Linked DNA regions of Zea mays: regions 2 and 3 are each linked to region 1. The links are chromatin contacts, called in public Hi-C maps. All regions are on one chromosome and are shown on one strand. The core of a region is the stretch at or near the end of the contact, and the rest is flanking DNA. Distances in the headings are between cores, read along the strand shown. Region 1 holds the start of LOC100194170. Region 2 holds the start of LOC100280268 (SEC1-family transport protein SLY1). Region 3 holds the start of LOC100286049 (zinc finger C-x8-C-x5-C-x3-H type family protein).

Region 1 (4,194 bases), core at 662-3,161:
AACACACAAGCACAAGGAGATAAAGCTTTTTTTGTGAGTACAGGCGAAATTAGCTCATGGTAGTACCACATTTAGTATCAAAGACAATATAAGTGCAGCATTTAGGAGCAACCCTTTGTTTGTCGACGCATAAAAGACGTTTATGAACCAAATCGATAAAAGCATTGGTGCATAGGGGAAGGCAGCATGAACACTACATGTGCAGTTAACCAATAATTTGTTTTTATCCTATTTTAGGTTCAGCTAAAAGCTTTTATATGTTACAACAGATAATGAACACTACATGGATGTAGTGCAAGACATCCTCATCCGTCACTTGCACGGTTGGGTGGGACTTGAGGCTGACAGTCGCTTTGCTGACCTAAAATCACTGAGCTGAAACCTCCAAAGGGTAATAAGAAAGGATGCTTTGTCTGTGACTCATGGGCAATACAACAAACATCAGGGCATGACAAGGCGCCACCAGCCTAAATCATGTCCCCCATGTTCAGCAACCAATATTAGAATATTGGTTCATCTGTCAAATGAAGGCATTCAAACATGTTCGTGGCTCTCTGTTTGAACTGATATAAAAAAAACAAGAATAAACACAGGATTCCCCCATGTTTGAACTGATCAAGAATCTAAACCCAACAGCATGCTATAGGCATACTCATGTGTGCCTTTCAGGAGGGGAGCCTACTTTTTACCCCTTGTTGGAAAAGACTGACAACCACAATTGAACATATAATTAGCAGACAGGGTTAATGATTAGCAGACAGAGTTAGAGACCTACAAATTGATTTAGAATAAATAAGACCCCTTGCTGGAAAAGACTGACAGCCACAATTGAACATATAATTAGCAGACAGGGTTAATGATTACCAGACAGAGTTAGAGACCTACAAATTGATTTAGAATAAATAAGAGTTAATAAGTTCCAGCTGGAGTTTCCTATGAACCCAACGCTTGTATAGAAGCTGACATTGAAGTCATTTTTTTATAGCTCAGCACCGTAGAAGGCAGGAGTATCATCTGGCAGCTCAGCGAGGAGGGAACCCATATTACAGAACGACGGGTTCAGTTTCATCGCCGGTATCATCTGGCAGCTCAGCGAGCGCAAGGAGGATCAGCGGCCATCGGTGATATGCGCCCGCACTGGAACTCCGTCCAGCAAAGGTGAGCGGCGACCGGAGCAGAAGAATCGGAGTTCACAACTGGGAACGTCGTGCAGAACGGCGCACCATCCTAGCTATGGTTTTAGGGGCGAGGTTAGGATAGATTTCGAGAGGATTTCTATGAATACGATTCGCTGTCACACATCCGCCAGTACAAACATGAAGCTGAGCAAAGATCTAGCAGGCAGAGGATACGAACCCTAGAACCAAGAACGCAGCCAAAAGCTGAAAGGCGTAATGATGCCGAACCGTATAAAATCCAGCGCGGTTGCAATGGCAGAGGGAGCGAGGTCGGAACAAACCTGTAGCGCTCGGCGTGAAGAGGAAGCGGCGACGGAGTAGGCGACGACGCCGAGGAGAAGCTCCGCGCGGGGTCAAAGCGAGCTAACGCGAGGGAGAGTGCCGCCGAAGCATCCAGAGGCATAGAGAGATGGGATTTTTTACAAGAAAATCCAAGAGACTGTATGACGCTTGATTACGAATCTAACGGCCTGAAAAATTTACGCCGACGTGGACACCTCGTTTCTTACCGGGTTTGTAATATAGGAAATTGGATTGGTGTCAGCGAGGGATGGAATGTGATCAATTCTAGGCTGACTATATCCTTATTTTTAGGGATGACCTTCTTATTCATTATTTTTAATAAATATTTCTTAACCCTGATTCTAGATCTCCAAACCAAACGCGAGTCAAGTGACAATGATCCCAATTCCCATCCCTCTTCGTCAAGATCCAACGGCCACAATCCTCATCCTCGTCTCACCAGTCAGCACAGGCACGGTGTGCTTTGACCGCTACCCTCGATCCCCCGATAGCAGCAGCAGCAGCAGATCCTCGGCGGCGACATGGACACCCCCACGGCGAAGGCGGCATGGAACGCCAACTACGGCGTCGTCGGCAGTGGGGACCGTCGTCTTGCCTTCTCCCGCCAACTCTCCTCCAACGCCACCACGCCGCGCCTCGCTCGGTCCGACTCCTCCATCTCCATGCCCGCCCCCCTTCCCCTTCCCCCAGTCTACGAGGGGCCCAAGCCCAGCAGGAAGCTACTCCGCCTCGCCACGGCCAGCCGCCCCATGCGCCGCCTCGCCCTCCTCCTCGCCCTCAACGTTGCCTACTCTGCCACCGAGTTCGCCATCGGCCTCTTCACCGGACGCGTAGGTATTGCATCAACAAGGGCTCCATGACTCAGATTACGACATAGTTAATTGATCCTAGGGCTTCGTCAATCGATTCATTCCAAGCACTTCTGCATGCTGATACTGCATCCTATAAACTATTATTGCATCCTACATCTACTACTCGGTCTATCTGTTTCATTTATGCTGCTGGATGGAAGAGGAATTCAGAGCAGTGCTTACAGGTGCCCTTTGTTTTGCAGGCTTAGTTTCAGATGCTTTCCATCTCACCTTTGGATGCGGCTTGTTAACTTTCTCATTGTTTGCTATGGCTGCATCCCGAACCAAGCCTGATAACCTCTACACCTATGGGCCAGTCTCCTCATTCCCTCCCGCCTTTCAGGCTCTATTTCTGTTCGTCTGTGCACTAATTCACACTCACTTATTGTTGTCTGCTTTCTTTCAGGTACAAGCGATTGGAGGTTCTGGCTGCCTTTACAAATGCTGTAAGCTTCCAAAACCTTCCATCTTATGGATACGTGTGCATACATTTGTACAGAGTTCTCCCAGATTAATAATGTACAAGCCCATCTTTCAAGTTTATGTTAAACATTTGTTTGATGATAGAGCTGAAATTCATCCATGGTTTACATCTTTGCTTGGTTATCACGTGTAATGTCCCTACTCCCTACAACTTGCCGGAAAAAAACACCCTGTTTGTATTACACTTTTAACCCTTTCTGTCCTTTTGCTTTGTGCTAACATTTTGACCACCACCCTATGGTTCTTTATGTAGACAGCTGTTTCTATTGTTCCTGTCTTTCTCCTTGGCTGTTGAAGCATTACATGCATTTATGCAAGATGAATCGGAGCACAAGTAAGTGCCATTTATGTCAAATGTCTTCAGATGGGATGGTAGCTGTTTCTGCTGTTACTAGTCTTTCTCCACTGCCTTTTCATGCTGACACCTTATCTTCTAAAAAACTGTCTTCCAGGCATTATCTGATTGTTTCTGCTGTCACCAATCTTTTGGTTAATTTACTTGGTGTTTGGTTCTTCCGGAACTACGCTCGTGTTAACATAGGTACGGGAAGCAACTTATATCCTGTTGCTTCTGGTGCAAATGGAGATTTGTACTTGTTTCCCTGCAAGGGTTGTAAATTAAACAGAATTATGATTGGCAGTTTACAGGAATGCAGAGGATATGAATTACCACTCGGTCTGTTTGCATGTGTTGGCAGATTCAATACGGAGGTACATGCATTCCCAGGCATTGTTGGACTCTTCCCTTGTGCACATTATACTTTTGTACCTTGCTGGTTGCCACACGTTGATATTGATTGACTGACGCTTGTTATTTCTTTCACAGTGCAGGCTTGATACTAGCTTCTTGGTTTCTTTCATTGGGGTAAAATCTATTTTTTTTACTATTTTCACGTTTCCTGTGCTTCCCATTTATCATGGTGACTTGTGGCCATCTGTTTATTCCTTTTGTGCTACTACCCGTAGGATTGAGAATGCTGAGGTTCTGTGCCTGGGAATCGTCTCAGTGGCAGTGTTTATGCTTGTTTTGCCGTTATTTAAAGCTACTGGTAATATCCTACTGCAAATCGCACCTAGCAATGTGCCACCTTCAGCCTTTACAAAGTGCTCGAGACAGGTAAACAAGGCCTCAGGTAGTCGTTCATTTGGTTCAAAAAGAAAATGCACTTAAGACGCATGAGCAAGTGATAGATATTCTCCAGATTGCTGCTTGTGAAGATGTCTCCGAAGTATGGCAAGGTCGATTCTGGGAGCTTGTTCCTGGTCAGGCAGTTGGATCTCTCTCCATTAGGGTAAAACCCTTGACACAGAGCTGCAAAGTCCATCATTTGCACTGAAGCATTCCTGACGTTGCTTGTTTTGCGCTGTATAGGTGAAGA
Region 2 (4,194 bases), core at 1,040-3,539, 410 kb after region 1:
GTGACCGGACAGTCCGGGGATAGTACCGGACCGTCCGATCCACTCGCAGACTGTCCGACTACGCAGGTCGAACCGTCCGGAGCACCAGAAGTCACCTGTGATCCGCCTAGTGTGGAAGGCCGGCATAAATATAACCGGCCACCCAAGCCCCAAGAACCAAAAAAGTCACATGTCCCTGAGCTTGTTTGGCCCACTAAGGCCAAACCTTCTGTTCGCTCTCACTCGCACTCGACAGAAAAGGAAAAAGTTAAGTTCACATTTAATATTACTAAGTGTGATAAAATATTTGATGAGTTGCTTAAACATGGTAACATTAAATTGTCACATGTAATTCCTCCGGTTGAACAATTAAAAGGGCGCGTTTATTGCAAATGGCATGGCTCCTTTCTCCATAACACCAATGATTGTGTCGTCTTCCGACGGCAAATACAATCGGCTATAAACGAAGGCCGGTTGAGGTTTCAAAAAGAGGTGAAAATTGACAGGCCACCTGTCCTTTTCACCTCATTAGAGCCGACGAGCAAAAAGGTCATAATTTGACCCTGTGCGGCCGATAAAAGCAAAGATAAAAATATCGTCATTGGTGATCCCCGCACACCAAATATGTCACGCAGAATGGTTACTCGGAAGGCTCCGGACAAAAGAAAGACCGGAGACATCGGGGGGCAAGCACGATCAGACACCCGATCACGATCACCTGTCCTGCGTACGCCGGACGATCCGGGTACTAAGGCCGAATAGTCCGAGACAGGAGCGAACGGTCCGGCTATAATGGTCGGACAGTCCGCAGACGGTCAGAAGTAGCAACCTCAGACCATCGGACCACAACGTTCCAAAACAAGTGTTAGGAAACAAAATACTACTAAGACGTTTGGACGACTCAGTAGAGTCGGCCCTACTTTTGATCAGTTGCTTGCCAAATATATGAAGAAGGTTGTTCCACACAACCGGCCAATAAAACAAACGAAGTTAAAAGGGCGATATGTGCGAAAGCAAAAGCCGACTAAACCGACCCAAAAGGTAGCACAACCAAGATCGCCTTGTCATCCTTCTCCAGGGATAGCATGGTGCTTCCTGGTCTATCCATCGTTGATGTGTTATCCTACTCATGCGTGGGGTGGTACGACGATGAATCCGTATTACTGGCCCAATTCGTTTGCTTATTTGGGTTGGGGGGCACCACAAGTTTTTGCCTATTGACAGGTTGATCAGGTAGACATGGCCGAAGAGGATGCAATCCGAAACGACCTCTGTGCATTAAAGTTGCATCAAGTATTTATATTATCTGATCGTAAGAGCCGATGACTTGCATCGAGCTGAGTCCTTACTTCGGGAACAAAGTAGCTCATGAGGTCAATTGTTTCCGAAGTTTTCGCTGGTGCTTTTGGTTCGCCAAGCTCCACCAAAAGGCAGGGGGGCATATGTTGAACACCAAAATGAGTGGACAGTCCGTGTGTCCCGAGATTAGATTAACTCGGGTGTTTATCCTTATCTCGTGCGTGGTTATCCTTCTAATCACGTGGGAGTTGTTGGCTATCTCTTAGGAACAGGTTCAGACCTCCTCCCCTATAAATATAAAGGGGTACGGCCGATTGAGAACCCCCGAACATATTCCAATCGAACCAATTACTTTATTTACCTTTCCTGTCCTAGGAGTAGATGTAGCGTAGCTCTAGTTGTAGCCTTCCGCATATCTCTACGTCGTCTAGATCCGTCTTGGGTGGCCTGCCGACCCCAAGACGACCCTAGGATCTCACCCCTCCTGGGGGGCAAGATCTAGTTGTCCACCCAAGGTCTCTTCATCGAATTGATCTCTTAATTCCTAGGCGACTCCACATCGTCTGGGGACGCCCCGGGTGACCTGTCGACCCGGAGCACCCTAAGATCTCTTCTTCCCAGGGAACGAGATCTAGATTCCAGCAAGAAGGAGCAAGATGACCCTATCGCCAGGTCGCGGACCGTCCGGCCTAGAACCGCGGACCGTCCGGTGTGACACAGGGAAGGCACCGCTCCTGCGCCCAGGTCGCGGACCGTCCGACCTAGAGCCGCGGACTGTCTGCGCTGCCGCAGAGGGCACCGCCAGGCGGTACACCACCTAGTGATTGGCGCCGTCCAGATTGGCGCCAACATCAACACAGGAACTAAAATAGAATAAAATAGAGAACCAAACACATCAAATGTTTTCTCTGTTTAAAATCTCTACTGAAAACTGAAATCACGCAAACGGTTAAAATGAAAATATATGAATTTGTTGTGCCTCCTTTCCGACCCTGTTGACCATGCCTAGCGTTGAGCACAACTGCACAAGCAGGAGAAATCAGAATCAAGGGTCTCGTCTTCGTTCCCTTCGCCTCCCCATTCCGTACCGCGTCAGATCGCACCCCTCCTCCATGGCGGCGCTCAGCCTCCGCCAGAGGCAGCTTGGTAAGCCTCGCCGTCCCGAATCCACCTTCGCCTTGGCTCCCGGGTGTTCCCCTCCTGCCCGCTCTTCCTTGCTAAGTTTTTGATTGGATCGCTCCCAGATCTGATTGTGCGGATGCTGCACCTCAACAAGCCACCGCCGCCGCCCGGCACGGCTGCGGAGCAAGAAGAGGAGGTGTACAAGATCCTGGTACTGGACAGCTTCTGCCTCTCGCTGCTCTCGCCGCTGCTCCGCGTCGCCGACCTCCGCAAGCACGGGGTCACCCTCTACTTTCCCATCGACAAGCCCCGCCAGCAGGTCGCCGACGCCCCCGCCGTGTACTTCCTCCGCCCCACGCAAGCCAATGCCGACCGCGTCGCTGCAGATGCCGCCGCCTCGCTCTACGCATCCTTCCACCTCAACTTCTCCTCCGCCCTCCCGCGCCCGCTCCTCGACCGCCTGGCCGCCGCCACCGCAGCCTCCGGCTCTGCCCACCGCGTCGCCCGCCTCGCCGACCAGTACCTCGACTTCGTCTCTCTCGAGGACAACCTCTTCTCCCTCGCCCACCCGCGCTCCTACGTCGCGCTCAACGACCCCAAAGCGGCCGACGCCGACATTGAGGCCCTCGTCGACGCGATCGCGCTCGGCCTCTTCTGCGCGGCGGCCACGCTCGGCACCGTGCCCGTCATCAGGTGCCCCCGCGGTGGCCCCGCCGAGATGGTCGCCGCCGCCCTTGACGCCCGCCTCCGGCATCACCTCCTCGCCAAGCCTAACCTCTTCACCGAGGCCTCAGCCTCAGCCTCCGTTGCCTCCTTCCAGCGCCCCGTGCTCTGCCTCTTCGACAGGAATTTGGACCTCTCTGTGGGAATACAGCACGATTGGAGCTACCGCCCCTTGGTCCATGACGTCCTCGGCCTCAAGCTCAACAAGCTCAAGATGCCCGCGGACAAGTCTGGCCCGGCCAAGGCCTACGATCTCGATGATTCCGATGCCTTCTGGGTAGCAAACAGCTGGTCGCCGTTCCCCAGGGTGGCTGAGGAGATCGAGTCGCAGCTCGCCAAGTACAAGCAGGATGTGGACGAGGTGAACCAGCGCACCGGTGGCAACAAGGATGGCATCGAGTTCGATGGCACAGACCTCATTGGCAACACCCAGCACCTGATGAATGCCGTTAACTCGCTCCCGGAGCTCACAGAACGCAAGAAGATGATCGACAAGCACACGAATATCGCGACAGCGTTGCTTGGGCACATCAAGGAGAGATCGCTGGATGGATACTGTGACTGCGGGAACGACATGCTCACGAAGGGCACCGTGGACAGGAGCACGCTACTGGGCCTTCTCCGAGGGAAGGGCACCAAGGCGGACAAGCTTCGTCTGGCTGTGACCTACCTCCTCTGTTTCGAGACGCCAGAGCTAGAGCAGGTCGAGGCGGCGCTGCGTGAGTCAGAAGTGGACATGTCAGCGTTTCAGTATGTGAAGAGGATCAAATCGCTGAACACGCAGTTTAGTGCCTCGTCGTCAAGCAGTGCAACGAGGAGCAACATTGTTGATTGGGCAGAGAAGCTGTATGGGCAGTCCATTAGCGCAGTGACAGCAGGGGTGAAGAATCTCTTGTCCAGTGGGAGGCAGCTTGCATTGACGAGGACGGTCGAAGCTCTCATGGAAGGGAAGCCGAATCCGGAGGTGGACAACTATCTGCTGTTTGACCCACGTGCCCCTAGATCAGGAAGCGGTGGGCAGTTCAAAGGGCCATTCAGAGAAGCAATTGTGTTCATGATTGGTGGTGGGAA
Region 3 (4,194 bases), core at 777-3,276, 280 kb before region 1:
ATTTCTATTTATTTTTGAACTAAAATTAATTTAGGGCCTTAACAAATTATGAAGAAATATTTTGCATCGTGATCCATTACCACCCCTAGTTGTAGGGTTCGAGCATGCCACAAAACATCCGAGCCTCATGTCGACCACAGTCAAAAGTGGATCTTCCGACGCGCCATGTGTCCTAGCCACTCACACCACAGTTGGTTAAGGAGTTGGAGTCATAAGATATGCCATGCCTGTCTGAAGGAACTGGCGCGATTGTAGCTGCATCGTACCCACTCACAGGTTGTCAGGCCCAAACATTCTAGGCATGGCACTAGTGTAGCACTGTGGTGGCATGGATGACATGCGCCATTACCTGCCATGTACTGGGTCATCCATGATGTGCAGACAACATTTTGACAAGACTACAGACTAATGTCTACAAGATGTCCATTAAAATAGATTGGGTCAGCCTGCTAGTCTGGCCCCCACTTATCAGCTGTAACCTCATCTCCCTTGGGATATAGAAGGGAGAGGGTGCCCCTGCTACAAGTACTTCCTTTTGGACTCCTTTTTCACGATTTCACACTTTGACTTTCCTGCTCTCACACTCTCATAATCATCTTCGTGCTCGACACCTAGTCATTTCCCAGCAATAAAAACCACCCAAAAGAGGACGTAGGGTATTACGCTCCGGCAACACAAACCCCTCTACATCTGTTGTTTCCCTTGCGGTGTCCACGTGTTCAACGTGTTCTCTCTTGAATTATCCGGATAGGGCCCAACCGGTCACCAGTGTTGATATCGCAACAACGCTAAACCCTTGTAGAACCTAAACGGGGTGGGGGTACTTTCTTGTATCCCTAACGGTTAGATGACGACAACTGGTGTGCCAGATAGGGACCACATTTGGCATGTTGATGTAGCATCTCCATGGCCAACCGTGAGTCTGAGTCTATTAGCGATGACCACGGTAACCACTCCGACATCGCATCTCACAACCACGATCAACATCCTCGCCAAGTTTGCACTCCCGCATCCATCAGTCTGCTTTGGTGGTCCCATCTCTTCTACCTTTGCCCTGATGGAGCAGGAGCACTACCCCTAGTTGGGGGAGCACCATCCATGCATGACAACGTCCCCATGACATGCCTTCACAACAGTTGGGCGCCTCTAATGCCCAGAACTCCGGTGGCCCAATGCCAAGCTAAAAGGGGAAGCATTGAGTTGCCTCTTCAGTAGCAAGGGTAGGTCTGTCCTGCTTACTCCACGACGATCGTCGTCCCCTTGACTTTAGGTAGCCCCAACAATTGCCCAAACGCTACTCTACAACCCCTAGGCCCAATCGTGGGTCCGGAGGCCAAGCAATAGTGTTGATCTGACATCGCTAATTTCATTGTCGTTGCACAAGATGCCCTCGGGCAACACACTACACTCCTCCGACATTCCGCGCCCAGATCGCTAGGTCGAGGGTGCCCCATGGGGGCATCTTGACCTTGCGTAGGTCAAGGTGAGGCTTGGAACTAGATAGGGTGACTAACGCTGACAAGGATCTCGACTTCTAGGAGGCCTTTTTCGTTGTGGCCGTCATCTTCAGAAGGTATAGCTGATTTGGCCTCCAGGCAGGCTGTCAAAACTCGGCGCCGTGATATCACCGCCGTCGCACCAAAGCCACAAGGGTCCAATCCCCTCAGGGCTTGGTTAGGGGGAAATGAAGATGATTGGAGGAGATTAAATTCCTTTGTAGTCAAAATTTAAATAGGAGATTTAATCCCCTTGCAACTGAACATGCCTTCAAGTAGACTTTCACCCTCCCCCGACAATATTGGCGGGGCCGTCATCTATGATCTACTACGGTGACGATGCAATTTACTGATGGATTGTCAACACTTATGATCTATTAGTACTCTGAATGTTTCATGGACCATAATCTATGAAAGTTTGAATAAGAGATTGAATCTTTATTATCGACGTATATCCAACACATATCCCATCATAACGAAAGTTATTTATTAGTCCAAAGTGTCACTGAATCAGGCATCAACCAGACCACACAAGACGACACGGCACTGTTGAGCAGAGACTAGAGTGAGAGAGTAGCAGCCGGTGCAGGGCTGGCTTGGCAGATTGGGATCCCCTCCCCTCCCTCCTCCCACCCCCTTGCCTTGAGCTGGGGGTTCGTTCAGGAAGCTGATCTGAGAGCTCGCGACCGCAACCACAACCAACCCAAAAAGCTGCAGCAGATCCATCCTTCTCACCCGAAACAATCGATCCCCTCTTATAGACTTCGCCTGCCTCCAACCCTTAATCTTCAGCTATGGATTCAGCCGCCGCGCGACCCGACGAGGAGGAGGCGCGCCGCCGCCGGAGCACCGACTGCATCTACTTCCTCGCCTCCCCGTTGACCTGCAAAAAGGTACCACCTACTCCTGCTACTTCCCCAGGCCTAGCCCCTTCTATCTTCTCTTAATTCTTCTGCGATAACATGTTGCTCGCTCCCTTGAATTATAGAAGATGCGCCACAGCATCTCTCTTCGCCTCCTCCTCCAGGACCAGATGCATGCCATGTTCGCCACCTAGCATACCCTAGCCTTCGATCTGGATCCCCACCTTACTTTCCTTGTTCCTTTCGGAATCTCATGCTATAGATCTCTTTAAGCAGTTCGTCGCAGGCATCGCATGCGTACGTAGTTCCTTTCAACGCTCCGCTGCCATCGCCACCTGCATCATTTCCAGATCCATAGCCATGGCAGACACTTCAATTTTTGTAACTCCTAGCCTACCCTAGTAGTACTTGTTAGTTGAGCTTGAGTTGGACTCACCTCGCTTACATACCTGCATCACTCACATGTTGTCTTGCATGCAGGGAAGTGAATGCGAGTACCGTCATAGCGATGCTGCGAGGATGAATCCCAGGGACTGCTGGTATTGGTTCCATGGCAACTGCGCAAATCCTAAATGCTCCTTTAGGCACCCGGTGCGTCCTCCGTCCATCCTCCGCTCTCTTCAATGCAAACACAAATGCCATGATTGCTTATTACGTAACACAAGCATGACGATGCTTCACTCTGCTTCTATCTTCTTTTTTCCCCCAGCCATTAGACAACATGGCCGGAGCACCAACGACTCCACGTCCAGCTCAACAGTCTGTACCCCATCAAGCTTCAGCTTCTGTTCCAGCTCAGCCCCAGGGATCTGTTCCTGCCACTGCCAAGCAGGGTGTTCCATGCTATTACTTTCAGAAGGGCATGTGCACGAAAGGGGACAGGTGTGCCTTTCTGCATGCGCCCCGGTCTGCTGGAAACCCTGCTCCACAGCCTCCGGCCAAGGTCTTCACCACCCCTGCCTTGCAGCCTAATCTCCATCCACCGTTGAACAACTCGTGGACAAAACCCAACTTGAGTGCTCCTGCAGTAGCCGTAGTTGACAAGCCAAAGGCCAGCACTTATCATGATGGTAAACCGCTTCATCACAAGGAAAATCTGACGAGTAGGACCGAAAACCCATCAAGAGTAGTTTATCAGAATCACAGTAGTTCTTATGCACAGCCCGGTGCACCAAAGCGTTACCAGCCTCAGCCTTCAGCCCGAGATGGCTTAACCGACAATGGTATGGAGGCTGGCGAATTTGCGAGAGAACCATCCGCCGGTTCTTGTGTAACTGCCGGTTTTAATGGTGCTGGAGGGATGACGAGGCAAACACATGGTGGCTATGAACCAGAAAGGTCATACAGAAATTCAGCAGAGAGGTCTTCGTCAGAGAAAAGGATTCCCCAGAGAGAGCATATCCCCTCTGTGGCTGCCGGCAGTTCGGATCTGCGCCATAGGCTACTGAAGCAAAGAAAGTCCAATAATAATTCAAGGTCGGCTGAAGCCCTGGGCAGGCATGATACACATCTTGAGGATGAGCGCAATGACCAACATCGTCCGCGAGGTGAACAGCAGGATGGCCTCTCACGGTCTCGACTGCATGATAGAATAAGACTACCTGGGGAGACAGCGTTTGACAGTCTTGGGTCACGGTCAGAGGAGTGGGATAGAGGGTCTAGAGCCAGATTGTCGCCACCAAAATCCTCAGATCTTCGAGGGAGGCTTCATGAAAGGCTAAAGGGTAGATTGGGTGAGGAGATACCGGGTAGCAGTGCAAAAGGTTTGGCAGTGAAGGCAAGTAGCAGTGAGGATACTGAATCACTGAACTTTGCTGGTCCAAAGAGCCTTGCAG

What was found. A called contact is a pair of places that touch in the nucleus more often than the background predicts.
Region 2: a Hi-C map of endosperm shows a contact between it and region 1, with 4 times the contacts expected there. The contact joins the promoter of LOC100280268 here to the promoter of LOC100194170 in region 1. A contact is called at or near these places in 8 of 25 Hi-C or Micro-C datasets (bundle sheath, ear, endosperm and 3 more).
Region 3: a contact with region 1 is called in a Hi-C map of ear, with 2.7 times the contacts expected there. The contact joins the promoter of LOC100286049 here to the promoter of LOC100194170 in region 1. A contact is called at or near these places in 4 of 25 Hi-C or Micro-C datasets (bundle sheath, ear, endosperm and 1 more).

The regions. Positions count from the first base shown.
Region 1 is chr4:173,620,659-173,624,852 of Zm-B73-REFERENCE-NAM-5.0, reverse strand. It overlaps LOC100194170, which reads left to right and starts at 1,911. Exons shown (of 10, transcript NM_001367048.1): 1 at 1,911-2,315; 2 at 2,536-2,644; 3 at 2,739-2,778; 4 at 3,073-3,149; 5 at 3,268-3,356; 6 at 3,457-3,526; 7 at 3,642-3,680; 8 at 3,782-3,932; 9 at 4,018-4,107; 10 at 4,188-4,194. The coding sequence starts at 2,003.
Region 2 is chr4:173,207,221-173,211,414 of Zm-B73-REFERENCE-NAM-5.0, reverse strand. It overlaps LOC100280268 (SEC1-family transport protein SLY1), which reads left to right and starts at 2,289. Exons shown (of 2, transcript NM_001153196.1): 1 at 2,289-2,424; 2 at 2,523-4,194. The coding sequence starts at 2,391.
Region 3 is chr4:173,903,570-173,907,763 of Zm-B73-REFERENCE-NAM-5.0, reverse strand. LOC100286049 (zinc finger C-x8-C-x5-C-x3-H type family protein) reads left to right here and starts at 2,026. Exons shown (of 3, transcript NM_001158937.2): 1 at 2,026-2,389; 2 at 2,840-2,950; 3 at 3,069-4,194. The coding sequence starts at 2,291.